Regions from separate parts of the Sus scrofa genome. Here region 2 is linked to region 1. The links are chromatin contacts, called in public HiChIP or PLAC-seq maps. All regions are on one chromosome and are shown on one strand. Each heading gives the region's core, a stretch centred on a gene start, on an enhancer-like site or on the middle of the called end of the contact. The rest is flanking DNA. Distances are from core to core; before and after follow the strand shown. Region 1 has its middle 81 kb from the start of PPP2R2A. Region 2 overlaps PPP2R2A (protein phosphatase 2 regulatory subunit Balpha).

Region 1 (6,734 bases), core at 3,343-5,842:
TATCCAACTAATATCCATGAGGATGTGGGTTCGATCCCTGGCCTTGCTCAGCGGATCAGGTATCGGCCAATGCCATGAGCTGTGGTGTAGGTTGCAGATGAGGCTCAGATCCAGTGTTGCTGTGGCTGCAGTGTGGGCTGGTAGCTGTAGCTCCGAATCAACCCCTAGCCTGAGAACTTCCATGTGCCAAGGACGTGGCCCTGAAAAGCAAAAAAACACAATAAGGTCTACTGTACAGCACAGGGAACTATATCCAGTCTCTTGGGATAGAACATAATAGAATATGAGAAAAAGAATATACATACATATATATATACATATATATATATGTATAATTGGGTCATTTTGCTGTGCAGAAAAAATTGACAGAACATTGTAAATCAACTGTAATGGAAAATTTAAAAATAAATAAATAAATAAATAAATAAATAAAATCTGGAATTACTGTTTTGGCTCAGCAGTAATGAACCAGACTAGTATCTATGAGGACTTGGGTTCCGTCCCTGGCCCTTCTCACTCAGTGGGTTAAGGATCTGGCATTGCTATGAGCTGTGGTGTAGGTGGCAGACAAGGCTCAGATTCCATGTTGCTGTGGCATAGGCTGGCAGCTGCAGCCCTGATTCAACCCCTAGCCAAGGAACTTCTTCCATATGCTGCGGGTTCGGCCCTAAAAAGACAAAAATATAAATAAAGCAAAATAAAATAAAATCCACCTGGATTTAAAATCCGGCACCACAGCTGACTAGCTGAGTGACCTTGGACAAAATGTTTCTAAGCCTATTTCCACATCTACATCAGGGAGAAAACTCCAGTACCTAGTTTAAAGGATTTGGGCTAAGTTAAAATGACGCATGTAAAACACATAACATTGAGCCTGGGACCTCAGTAAATACAAGCAACTTTTTTTTTATATTTTGACAATCTGCGATAAAGCAAAGAGAACCAGAGCTTGCTGAAGTAAGTTAAGTACTGAGCACTAAAGAGGCCTTTGGAAGGGAGTCTCAGCAGCCAAAACAAAATGCAGAGGCTTTGTTGAGATGGGAGATAATGTTAGCTAGATAAAATTGGTAAAGTGAGACCTGATTTTTAGTGTGTCTTCAACCCGCCCAAGGAAAGATCAAGCCCCTGTTATGGTAATGAGTGGGGAGTCCTCCGCAGCAATCTGTCCAGGCCCTGGAACGGGATCGGACTCCATCACATGGCCAGGCGGGTCCCACAGGAGGGAAGGGCAGGGCACGAAGTTGACTTGCCTCCCGAGCTCTGTAGGTGGCAGTGCGCGTGCAGCGATGAGGCGGGAGGAGGGTGTGGCCACCCCGGCTCCTCGCCGGGACGGAGACTGGTCTACACCCGGACCTGGAAAAACGGATCCCTACAACAATTCCAGATGCCTCCAGCCGCCCATCCAAAGGCCTCCCCTTCTCCTTCGGTCAGCCTGCTGCACTGGAAACAAAACTCAGATTTCTAGGGGCTTGATTGCAATTTAAAAAAATAAATACAGCGTGGAGAAACCTCCCCTGAGTTTGTAAAACACTCTTGCTCTCCAAAAGGATTCTTAGATTGTATTTTACTTTCAGTGATTCCAAGATCAACCTTTGGTCCAGAGAAAAGCGCTCTGCCGCTGAGAGATTTAAAAGGAAAGGTTACATGGCTTTTAAGGACTCCAGGTCAGGCTAATTCTTTCTCATTGGCATTCAAGCGGAAGTCACTGTTTGCTCACCCCACCCCCGACTCCAACACGATGACTTTAGGCTTCATGGTGACTTATATCGTCAGGGCACTCCATGAATTATCTCCTGGCACCTATGATATGCGGTTATTTCAGCAGCTGAGCAAGAGAGCTTCCGTCATGGCGTAGGGGAAGTGAATCTGACCAGGAACCATGAGGTTGAGGGTTTGATCCCTGGCTTCACCCAATGGCTAAACATCTGGCATTGATGTGAACTGTATCTTCTATTGGACCCCTAGCCTGGGAACCTCCATATGCCACGGGTGTGGTCCTAAAAAACAAAACAAAAAACAAAAGGCAGAGTGTCCTGGTCCTTCCACAAAACTAGGCTGTTGGCTAGTCTTGAGCATGGAGCATAGACTGTATAGTCCTGGGGTTCAAATTCCTTCTCTACCTTTTAGGAGAGTAAATGCTGAGCTTGGGGTTCTAAACTGAGCTGTAGCTGCCAGCCTACACCACAGCCACAGCAACACCAGATCTGAGCCGCATCTGCAATCTACACCCAGCTTGAGGCAATGCCGGATCTTTTAACCCACTGAGCGATGCCAGGGATTGCACCCACATCCTCGTGGATACTCGTTGTCAAGTTCACAACCCGGTGAGCCCCAATGGGAATGCCAGTGCTGAGCTCTTTTGAGTCACAACCTACAACATGGCCCTACCCCAAGGGTATAATAAGATTAGCAGTGCCAGGCCAAGCCTCTGAGAAGCTGAGGCCAAAGAAATAAAATCACTAACACCAATATCCTTATCTTTACTTAAAATCCTGATATTTTCATCTTTTTTTTTTTGCGTCAATTCTTATTTATTTATTTATTTATTTTGCTATTTCTTGGGCCGCTCCCACGGCATATGGAGGTTCCCAGGCTAGGGGTCGAATCAGAGCTGTAGCCACTGGCCTACACCAGAGCCACAGCAACGTGGGATCCGAGCCGCGTCTGCAACCTACATCACAGCTCACGGTAACGCCGGATCATTAACCCACTGAGCAAGGGCAGGGACAGAACCCGCAACCTCATGGTTCCTAGTCGGATTCGTTAACCACAGCGCCACGACGGGAACTCCAATTCTTATTTTTTTAGATATTCCACCAAAATGTGATTTATCTTGACTCCTGAGTTGGGGTGGGGTTTTTGGTATCCTGGTCAATGACCCTGATTTTAAAGCAATGTATGTAAACTTGACAAGCACGCTATAGACTTGCCAAAATATTTGCTGAAGGAAAGCATAGAGCACTGGGGGCGGAGTTTGGGGGCCAGGGGCTATAGGAACACACCATAAGCTGTATTGGACCTGACACAAGTCTCCTGTTTAAAATGCACAGCTTAGGAGTTCCTGTTGTGGCTCAGCAGTAACAACCAGACTAGTATCCATGAGGATGCAGGTTTGATGCCTGGCCCCGCTCAGTGGATTAAGGATCCTGCACTGAGGTGAGCTGTGGTGTAGGTAGCAAATGCCGATTTGATCCTGTGCTGCAGTGGTTGTGGTATAGGCTGGCATCTGCAGCTCCAATTTGATCCCTAGCCTAGGAACTTCCATATACCATGGGTGCAGCCCTAAAATGGCAAAAACAAACAAACAAAAACACACATGCAGCTTTCAGTTAGGTGTTAATTTCCCCATCTTCAGATGAAAACCAAGACTAAGGAATAGAGCATCTGTAGGGAAATAATGCTCCAAGGTGCTCCCCCAGTTTTCAGGCCCAACAGTCATGATGCTTCTGCTCTGAGTCATTTGAATTCTTCCTCCTGCTGCCCCTTTTCTGCAAACCCTTTTGCATCTGAGACGGCAGGCAGCTTGGCAGTGGGGCCGGCAGGCAGCAGCATGATCCTCTGGGTGAGTGCCCTGGGGCAGCCAGGGAACCCTTGCATGGGGTAACCACGAAATGAATGGTCCAGACCCCTCCAGAACCCCATCCTTCAGGCAGGAGACCCTGGTGTGTGGAGTGGTTCCCCTTTCCTTACAGCTCCCCTCCTGAACAGGGTGAATGCTCTGGTTCCACTGCTCGCATTGAGTAGGCAATGCCTGGGCATCCATTTTAGGACACCAAGCATTAGTTTGTAATTCAGAGTGCGGATTTGTTGTTTGGTTGTTTGTTTGGCTGCACCCACAGCATGTGGATGTTCTCAGGCCAAGGATCAAACCAGCATCCCAGCAGCAACCTGGCAATGCCGGATATTTAACCTGCTGCACTACAAGAGAATTCCCTTATTTTGCTTTTTTAATTGAATGAAAAATTCTTTAAATTTTGTAGTGCTTTACAATTTTCAAAAGTTTCACACACATATTTCATATAGTCCCATAAGAACTCCTTTTTCCCCCATCCCTGCATTGCCCTTCCCCCTTCCCTATCCCCACTGGCTGGCAACGGCTAGTTTGTTCTCTAGATTTGTGAGTCTGTTTCTTTTTTGTTTTATTCACTAGTTTGTTACATTTTTTATGCTTTTTCTTTTGGGGGGGCACACCTGAGGGGTATGGAAGTTGCCAGGCTAGGGGTCAAATCAGAGCTATAGCTGCTGGCTTATGCTACAGCCACAGCAACATGAGTCACGTCTGTGGTCTACACCACAGCTCACAGCAACACCGGAGCCCCAACACACTGTGACATACTGATGAAGCCAGGGATCAAACTTGCATCCTTATGGATACTAGTTGGATTCGTTTCCTCTGTACTACAACAGAAACTCCCTAGTTTGTTGTATTTTTTAAACCCTATGTAGGAGTGGTATCATACAGTATTTGTCTGACTTATTTGACTTAGCATATGCCCAGAGGGCAATTTTAACATGAGCTCTGTGCATGTATGTGTGTGGAGGGGACAGAGAGAATGAAACAACATGTGAGAAGAGCAGGAGTGTGTAGGTGGAGAAATTGTGGCCCAAGATGAAACACAGTAGCGTCATCACTTCTGTTTTCCTCAGTTTCAGATGTCAAGACATTAATGACAGTTTCTGTGTAGGGTGGGAGAAACACAGAAGGGAAAAACAGCTCTGTGTCTTCTCCAGAATGGAAGAGATGAGCGCCATGGCCATTTGCCTCCCTTAAACCTTCAGCCTCCCTTTTCTCCTTTGTGTTAGAATGCTGTTTTTCAGCTGAGCACCTTACTGCCCAGCTGAAAGCCTTAATTTTCCAAACTTTCTTGCAGAGGTGTGGCCCTGTGCCTTATTTCCCACTGAAGAGATGTGGAACTTAGGAAAGTCTTTTTAAAACGGAGAGGATGCTCTTGTCTTGTCACCATTCCTCCATCTTTCTGTCTGGAACATGGATGTGATGTCTGGAGCATTGTCAGCCACCATGGACCAGGAGGCCCCTTTACGGGGTGGAGTTGGAAAGGGTATACATCTCTGATGGCTTTGTGAAAGTGTCACAAGAGTGCTGGAACATCTAACTCTATTCTTTTACATGAAAAAGAAATGGCATCTTTAGAGTTCCCATCATGGCTCAGCAGTAATGAACCCGACTAGTATTCATGAGGATGCTTTTTCGATCCCTGGCCTTGCTCAGTGGGTTAAGGCTCTGGTGTTGCCTTGAACTGTGACATAGGTAGCAGACATGACTTGGATCCTATATGGCTGTGGCTGTGGTGCACGCTGGCAGCTGTAGCTCCAATTTGACCCTTAGCCTAGGAACTTCCATATGCCACAGGTACAGCCCTAGAAAGACCAAAAAAAAAAAAAAAAAAAAAAAAAAAAAAAGAGAGAAAGAAAGAAAAGAAATGCAGTTTTATCTTATCTAAGACTAAATTATGAGAGGAAGACTGTAAGGGATGTTTGTACTTTAGGCAGATGAACCTAATCCTAACCAATAAGAGAATTTATGTCAAAACAACATAATCCTATTCTGGTGGGAACTTTCTTTTCTCAATGTATGGGAAGAGACCAAGGCCAGAATGAGAAAAGTTGTGTGATGAGTCTCACCTTTCCTATGTTATGAAAATGTCACATCCATTCCAGAGGCCAGAACAATTGATCAAATGTGTATTTATTGTGCATAATTAATGTGCCAGGCCTAAGAGACGCCACCCAGGGAAATCTCCGCCTCTCGTTTCATAGTAACTTAATGAACCAAGTCAGAGCATCAACATTTCAGAAGCTCTCCCATTGCCTCCCCAGTCCTGCCCCAGAAGTGAAATTATCAGCTGTCACTGGCTCTGGTGGGAGGGTTAAGTCACATTAATACATGCCAAGCTTTCACATTCTCACTCTCTTTTACCCTTTATGCCAACCTGGAAATAGGTGTTATTGTCCTCAATTTATGCATGTGTAAACTGAAATGCATAGCGATGGACCTACTGGCTCCTTTTTTTTTTTTTTTTTTTTTTTTGCTTTTTAGGGCTGCATCTGTCACACATGGAGGTGCCTAGGCTAGGGGTCCAGTCGGAGCTACAGCTGCTGGCCTACGCCACAGCCACAGCAACACAGGATCTGAGCCACATCTGAGACCCACACCACAGCCCACAGCAATGCCCAATCCCCAACCCACTAAATGAGGCCAGGGATAGAACCTGAAACCTCATGGTTCCTAGTCAGACTCATTTCCACTGTCCCAAAAGGGGAACGCACCTATTGGCTCTTAAATATTGGGGTAATGCCGCATAAATATAGGTTGAAGGAAGGAATAAAAGCCCATGTTTTGCCCACTACTTTGCTGAGCATAAAAGTAAAACACAGATGTAAAAGAAAGAAAAAAAAAAAGCTGAAAAGGGACATCCTCCTTCCTAAATATCTTTGAATGAATGAATGCAAATGATTGTAGGTGCTCCCCTGAAGCCAGAACTGGATGAGATCATTCATCTGTTCCAGACTCCCCCAAACAGCTTTATCCGTCAATCCACTGGCCACCTTCTAGATGGTACTGCTGTTTCTCAGGCTCTTCCTGTGCTTGACCATGGGCTAGCCATGATACCAGACACTTGGGAAGACATAAGACACATCCTTTGCCCTGGAGGGTTTGCTGGGAAGAGCAAAGCCTCAACCAATGAACACTTTGGCTTTTGGATGTAATTTCA
Region 2 (6,605 bases), core at 1,307-3,806, 120 kb after region 1:
AGCAACCGCAGATCCTTAACCCACTCAGCAAGGCCAGGGATTGAACCCAAAACCTCATGGTTCCTAGTTGGATTCATTAACCACTGAGCCACGACGGGAACTCCCAGAATCACCTTTTGATACCTCAGCCAAGTTTGCAGTGCTGTCTTCAGAATGTGTTCTGAATCCATCCATTTCTCTATGGCTACCACTTGAGTTCAGGCCATAATCTCTTCAATAACTTATGAACCATTCTTCTCCTTTTTTTTTTTTTTTTTTTTCTATATTCACTCAACAGATAAGTGCTCTAAAACATAAAAACTTTACAGTGGCTTATCACTCCACAGTCCTACCATACGTAGCTTACAAGACAGTATGGTTCGGCCTCTGTTAAATGCTCCATCTTTTCTACCACCTTATTCTGCATTTGTCTTATCAAGTTTAGCAAACTCGTTTTTACCCTTAGGTCCTCTGGTTGAAATGCTTTCCAAGTTTGGATGACTAATTCCCTGCTCATTTAAGTTTCTACCTAAGTTAGCCCCTCAGAGGCTTTCTCTGACTGCTGTATTTCTGTGGTACTTAGCACTACTTGATACACTTTATATTTGTGAATCATTTGTTTATAATATGCCCCAGTCACTAGAATGTATGTTTCATGTGGGCAGGGTTATTTTTTTGCCTGTCCTATGAACTCCTATATCCCTAGCACCTGGAAATGCTGGCATGACCTTGAATGTCTGACATATATTAGATACTCAGTAAAATATTTGTTGAAGGAAAGACTCTTAAGAATTTGTCAAAGGAATGAGCAAAACAGCAAAAATGTGCAAGATTTGTTAAAAAAAAAAGATCAGTTGTCAGATAAACTTTTAGTTCAAGTAGGTGGACTAAAACGTTAATGTTTAATTCTCTTGTAGTGAGATACGTGAAAGAAGTTGCATCTTTGAAAACGGAACCATGAAAATAATTTGAAATTATTTGCAAAACATGATTACAGTTTTAAAAGTATAGTGGAAACAATGAATTGCAGTGTAAATACAATTGAAAACAAGGTCAGGAGATTATCAGCTCGAGCAAACTAACCAACCAGAAATGAAAAGGAAAGGATAGAAAAGGGAAAGATGAGCATATGCTGTGGGAGCGGCCCAAGAAATGCCAAAAAAAAAAAAAAAAAAAAAAATCATGGCCATAATAACCCTAATTTGTAAAGATTTTAGGCAGGTATTAATAGCCAGATACGCATTCTGGTTATAAAAATATTTTAATAAGGCTTGCATAGATGGAAAATCTTTATGTAGTTCCTTTTGTTTGTATAATCTCCACAAGAAATTATTTGTATTATGTTTTGATAAGGCAACTTAATGAGATGGTTTGCATTGTGGACTTAATTATGACTCAGTTAAGAGTTGGTGAACATCTAACAAAGATGGTAACTAGATTTAGAGTGATCAATTTAGAGCTCTTCTTTCTAATGTAAGTAACATACACCAAGGCTTGTTTTTTAAGATCACACTTGTATTAGCAACACTTGTATGTATTAGCAACTGTTTATCTTTCTGTTCTTTGTTGCAGGAGGGTATGGTTCCATTCCATTTTATCCAAACATGATATCAGATTATCCAGGAACAAGTTAAAAAGAAGGGAGACTGGTTCCAGAACACATCTCTGGAAATTACCTTATGGACCCTGACTCTCATGGCAACATTGCAATGTAGGTTCTGTGTGAGCATCAGTAGCCAGTGGTCTTTGTTGAGCTTATCTCAAGACATATTCCCCTTCACTGAGTCAGGGGTTGAGAAAAGGTTATAAAGGCCCTTAGCACTTACTTTGTTCTTGGAAATCATAGTATAATCCAGGTGATATTTTGATCAGTGAGACGGGATTACAGGATCCTATCCTCAACCAGTCATGCTTCAGTGTGAGGCCTCTTAAGTGTAACTGTAAAGAAGCAGCAAGCAAGGCAGCTGCAATACTTTGTTCCTAGTTTGGGCTTCAGCTTCAGGCTCCTGGGAGCTAAGCTGGATCATTTGGATAAGTTTTTGACCTAGGCTAGATTGATTTTTTACCTGAAGAGTCTAGACACAAATAAGAGTTAAATGCTTATTTCTGCTTTGTACAACAAAGCCCAAAACTCCAGCCCACATCTTCTGTTTACCAGTGTGCCTCCTGGGTGCCTCATTCAAAACTCATTTCTTTGCATTTATTGCTTGTTTATCCCTCAGAGCTGAGTTACTTTCTCAGGGTCATGCAGACAGAAGTGGCAATTTGACAGTAGGGAAATGACCAGTCTGACTTCTGGTTATTTCCTGCACAAGTTCCCTTCACATGTGTCCCCAAGAATGTGGTATAAGTATGCTTAAGATAAAGATCCCTCAGTGTTTGGAGGGGCTGCCTGAGTGGGGCTCCACTGAGCAGACATGAGCAGTCTCCTTCCCATTTGTACTTACACGTGCCCTGACCTGAGGGGATTGGAGGTGGCACTGGCCTGCACTAAGAGTACTGCATCAGCAGGAGTGAGCACAGCCGCCCTCCCTGCAGCCAGCCTTTCCAACTACAGTAATGTGCCCTAGTCAAGCCAAGTAGGAAGTGGGAGGAGTCTGGAAGGGAAAGAGGAAGAAACGATTGGAGCCTGCTCACACCAGGAGCAGGTGAGCAGGTCAAGTCTTATTCACTTTTGAGGAAAAAAGAAATGCCTAAAAGATTGGCACACATGTAACTTGCTCTTTAGGGTGCTGTAATAAAAAGGTTCTAAGTCTCGAACACACCAAATCTGTCGGAGGAGTGTCCTGACCTTTGGGGAAAAGTAACAAGAACTTTGAGCTCCCCCTAGAGGTGGGCAGTGATAAGCATCATAGTGATCTGTAGGGAAATAACTATACCTTACTTAGGCTTGCCTACCCTTTATTTAGAAACTAGCATTTTGTAACTGCATTATCCAGTATTTTCTTATACCTTTGTGAAGAAATTTGGGTGATTTATATTCTAATTAGCTATGTGGAGCCAATCATTAAGTTCACTGTTGGGCCATATAGGTTACATCCAATGAATAGAAGAGAAGACTGGAAATTGGTCATGTGTCCAAACAAGATAAACATGTTTCTTGATGAGAGCTCTAAGCTTAGTTGAAACAAACCATATCAAAATGAGAATTAATCTCTGTGCTATTACATTCCAGAGGTTTTTTTTCTTCTTTTATTCTTTTTTACGGCTGCACTGGAGGCATACGGAAGTTCCTGAGCTAGGGGTTGAATCAGAGCTGCAGCAGCACTGGATCTGAGCCACATCTGCAACCTGGGCCAGAACCTTAACCCACTGAGCCCAGCCAGGGATTGAACAATCCCTCATCCTCATGGATACTAATCAGGTTTGTTACTGCTGAGCCATAACAGGAATTCCTGTTATCAGTTTTTTTATTTTTTTTATCAGTTTTTTTAAATAAAAGTTTAGGTATTTGATTGGTTGTGTGGTGCTACCTCATTATTTTTTTTAAACCTTTGTCAGTTTCTGCTACTGTAATGCTAATGCTGTCATGTATCTGTTATCAGGTCTCCCTGTCTAAGCTGGTCACAAATTCCATAATGCTCTGATTGTTTTAATTGTTATACAAATAGGACTAAACATGATTTGTAACTTTTTTTTAAAAAAAATCAGCAACATAATGTAGATACCATTTTTTTCTCAATACAAATAGATGTTTTTTGTACTAAGCATGGGAAGTACATGTGGGCAAACTTTGGAAGGATATTATATATCCTATATCTAGTATATTCTATACTAGAATTCTCTCAGAAGTAGGACTAAGAGTGATGATGATTTTTTTTTTTACAAAGTAATTTGTGAGATTAAAAAATAAAATTAATTTTAGCTATAATCCCATTACTGAAATTGTTCTTGTAGGTATTATGGTGTATATAAAGACATCCAATACATGTTTTGCATGAGTTTGCTAAAAGGCTGTTATTACCTGTGGTTATCTCTTGTGGGATTTCTTTCTTTTTTCTTTTCTTTTTTTTTATTCAATCAGTTTTTACAGGTTTATTAGTTTTATAGTATAGAAAGGTCATTGTGTCTTTTTAAAAAATAATAATTTTTGTTATCGTAAATATTTATATACTTAGGTTCCTATAAATCTTTTAATTGCAGTAGTGGTTTTTATCTTTGCCCTTAGAGTTTTAAGATTACAAAGTGGTTGATTAGAACTGGTGATTGTTAATCTTTAGCTAATTTTGTGATTAGAGAATGTGGTCTTCATAATTAGAATTCTTCAGGGGCTCTCTGTGGCTAAACGTACGAATATTTTTTTAATTGTGTAGCTGTTTGGAAGAAATATATATTTTTATATTGGTATAAACTTCTGTGCGTGTGTATGTATCAATTACAGTTTAAAGGTTCTGTCTCCCTTCCTGCTACCCACCTCGCCTTTTTTTTTTTTCAAATCTATCAGGCATGGAAAGGGATATTTCCAGCTTCTGTGATTACTATACTTCTTTCATTCCTAATAACCTTGAAATATATAAAGTGTTAATTAAAAATCCTTTGACCATCAGGATTTATGGCTGTTAAATCTTTACCACACCTTTAATCAAATATATACCTATTATATCTTTACCATACCTTTAATCAAATATATACCTATTATATCTTTACCATACCTTTAATCAAATATATACCTATTATAAACTCTTGTTGTATTGAATTCTTTTTTACCTGATTTTACCAATGACTAGAGGCATTATTGGCATTTTCTAGGCAAGGGCCAAGCATGCTAGCTACTTGGTTGTTTGTAGGACAGTGTAAAACAAGAAAAAAATGGTCCCATAGTCGCATAATTCAGAATGTTCTGCCAAATGTTCATGGTGTTGGGAAAAAAACACTTTATTTTCTTATAGACTTAATAACCCAACTCTGTTAAGTATTTTTTGCATGTGTTTAATGTATATACCGAAGTTTACTTTGTAAGTCAGGGGAAGATTATGCTTAGAAATGTTGGAATTTTATTAAAAAATTCCTCATGATTTTGCAGTCATCAGTAATACAAGACTAAAGATGGTTATTGAGTTGCCACTACATGAGTTGCCACTACTATATACCTTTGTAAGTTTGCATTATCCTTTGTTTTGGTTATTTTGCATGTATCGTCATCATGCTTGAGCATTTACATACTGGTCATTTTTTCACATGTTGCCCACCTTTTTTTCCCCTGGTACTGCAGTGATACATATGTTAGAACGCTTGCTCTTATCCTTAATTAAAGTCAGGTGTATTCCCTCTTTGCTTCATTTTGTTTTGGTTCTGTTAGTAGGTTTTCAGGTTCTTGACCTTTCTACAGCAGTGTCTAAGCTGTTAATCCCATCCTGTATATCTTACATTTCACTTAGTATGCTTTTCTCTCTTTTTTGGCTTTTTTTTGGGGGGGGTGGGGGTGCTGCACCCACAGCATATGCAGGCTCCCAGGGTAGGGGTCGAATCAGAGCTGTAACCACTGGCCCACGCCACAGCCACAGCAATGCCAGATCTGAGCCTTGGCTGTGACCTACACCACAGCTCATGGCAACACCAAATCCTTAATCCACTGAGCGAAGCCAGGGATTGAACATGTGTCCTCATGGTTATTAGATTCATTTCCACTGAGCCCCACGATGGGAACTTCTAGTATGCTTTTCATTTTTAGATGTTCCTTTGTCTTTAGTCTTCCATTTCTCATCATGTTTATGATTTATTCTGTGTTCTTGAGCACATTTACAACAGCAGTTTTAAGGTCCAGAAAGAAATTATTCTTTTATCATTTTTTCATTTCTGGTTCTGTTTTTATTAAACCAATTTTCTTCTGGTTATGGATCATATTTTCCTGCTTCCATGCATTCCTAGTGATTTTAGAAGCCAGACATTGTGAGTTTACATTGTTGAATGTCGGATTTTGTTCTCAGATTAGTTAAGTTGCTTGAGATCAGTTTTTCAATGTTTGCTTTTAAACTTTGTCAGGAGAAATTCAATCTGGTGCTGCTTTAGTCTCATCAGTAAGGTGTTACTCTTCTGAGGACTTTACCTGATGCCTTATTAATTATGAGGTTTCACTACTCTGGCTGAGTGGGAGCCCTATTTATTCTGAGCCCTTGTAAGTTTTCTTTTCCTTTTTCTTTTTTTTTTTTTTTGTCTTTTTAGGACCTCACCTGCTGCATATGGAGGTTCCCAGGCTAGGGGTCTAATCAGACCTGTAGCTGCTGGCCTACGCCACAGCCACGCCAGATCAGAGCCACATCTGCGACCTATACCACAGCTCACGGCAGTGCCAGATCCTTAACCCACTGAGTGAGGCCAGGGATTGAACTCGCAACCTCATGGTTCCTAGGTGAATTCGTTTCTGCTGCACCATGACGGCAACTCCTATTCTGAGCCCTTGTAAGTTTTTTGATGTTTCTTTTCTAGACCTTATGGAGTGTCACATCACATATTATCAGATCAGTATTAAACCAAAGATTCTGAGTGATCTCTGTAGATCCCTTGAACTTTCTCCCTGTAGTCCATCCACAAAATCTACCTGCTTTGGCTTTCCCTAACCCCCAGTTTGTGACTCCACAACTCAGTGAGATTGCTGGCTGTATGTTTGTTCTTCCTAACTCCACACA

What was found. HiChIP or PLAC-seq counts read pairs in DNA pulled down with a chosen protein or histone mark.
Region 2: a contact with region 1 is called in an H3K27ac HiChIP or PLAC-seq map of alveolar macrophages. The contact joins two enhancer-like sites. A contact is called at or near these places in 2 of 5 promoter capture datasets (fetal liver and liver), 23 of 47 Hi-C or Micro-C datasets (alveolar macrophages, blood, embryonic fibroblasts and 11 more) and 2 of 2 datasets of contacts at active chromatin or transcription factors (alveolar macrophages and skeletal muscle).

The regions. Positions count from the first base shown.
Region 1 is chr14:10,110,614-10,117,347 of Sscrofa11.1, forward strand. No RefSeq gene overlaps it. Among named protein-coding and RNA genes, the nearest start is that of PPP2R2A, 81 kb to the right of the region's middle. Within about 2 kb of position 4,593, at least 2 of the 83 cell types and tissues checked have an H3K27ac peak or open chromatin away from gene starts, as enhancers often do. A contact at or near this core is called in alveolar macrophages, where this site is marked.
Region 2 is chr14:10,232,360-10,238,964 of Sscrofa11.1, forward strand. All of the region lies in intron 2 of PPP2R2A (protein phosphatase 2 regulatory subunit Balpha), which reads left to right. Among named protein-coding and RNA genes, the nearest start is that of PPP2R2A, 40 kb to the left of the region's middle. Within about 2 kb of position 2,557, at least 31 of the 83 cell types and tissues checked have an H3K27ac peak or open chromatin away from gene starts, as enhancers often do. A contact at or near this core is called in alveolar macrophages, where this site is marked.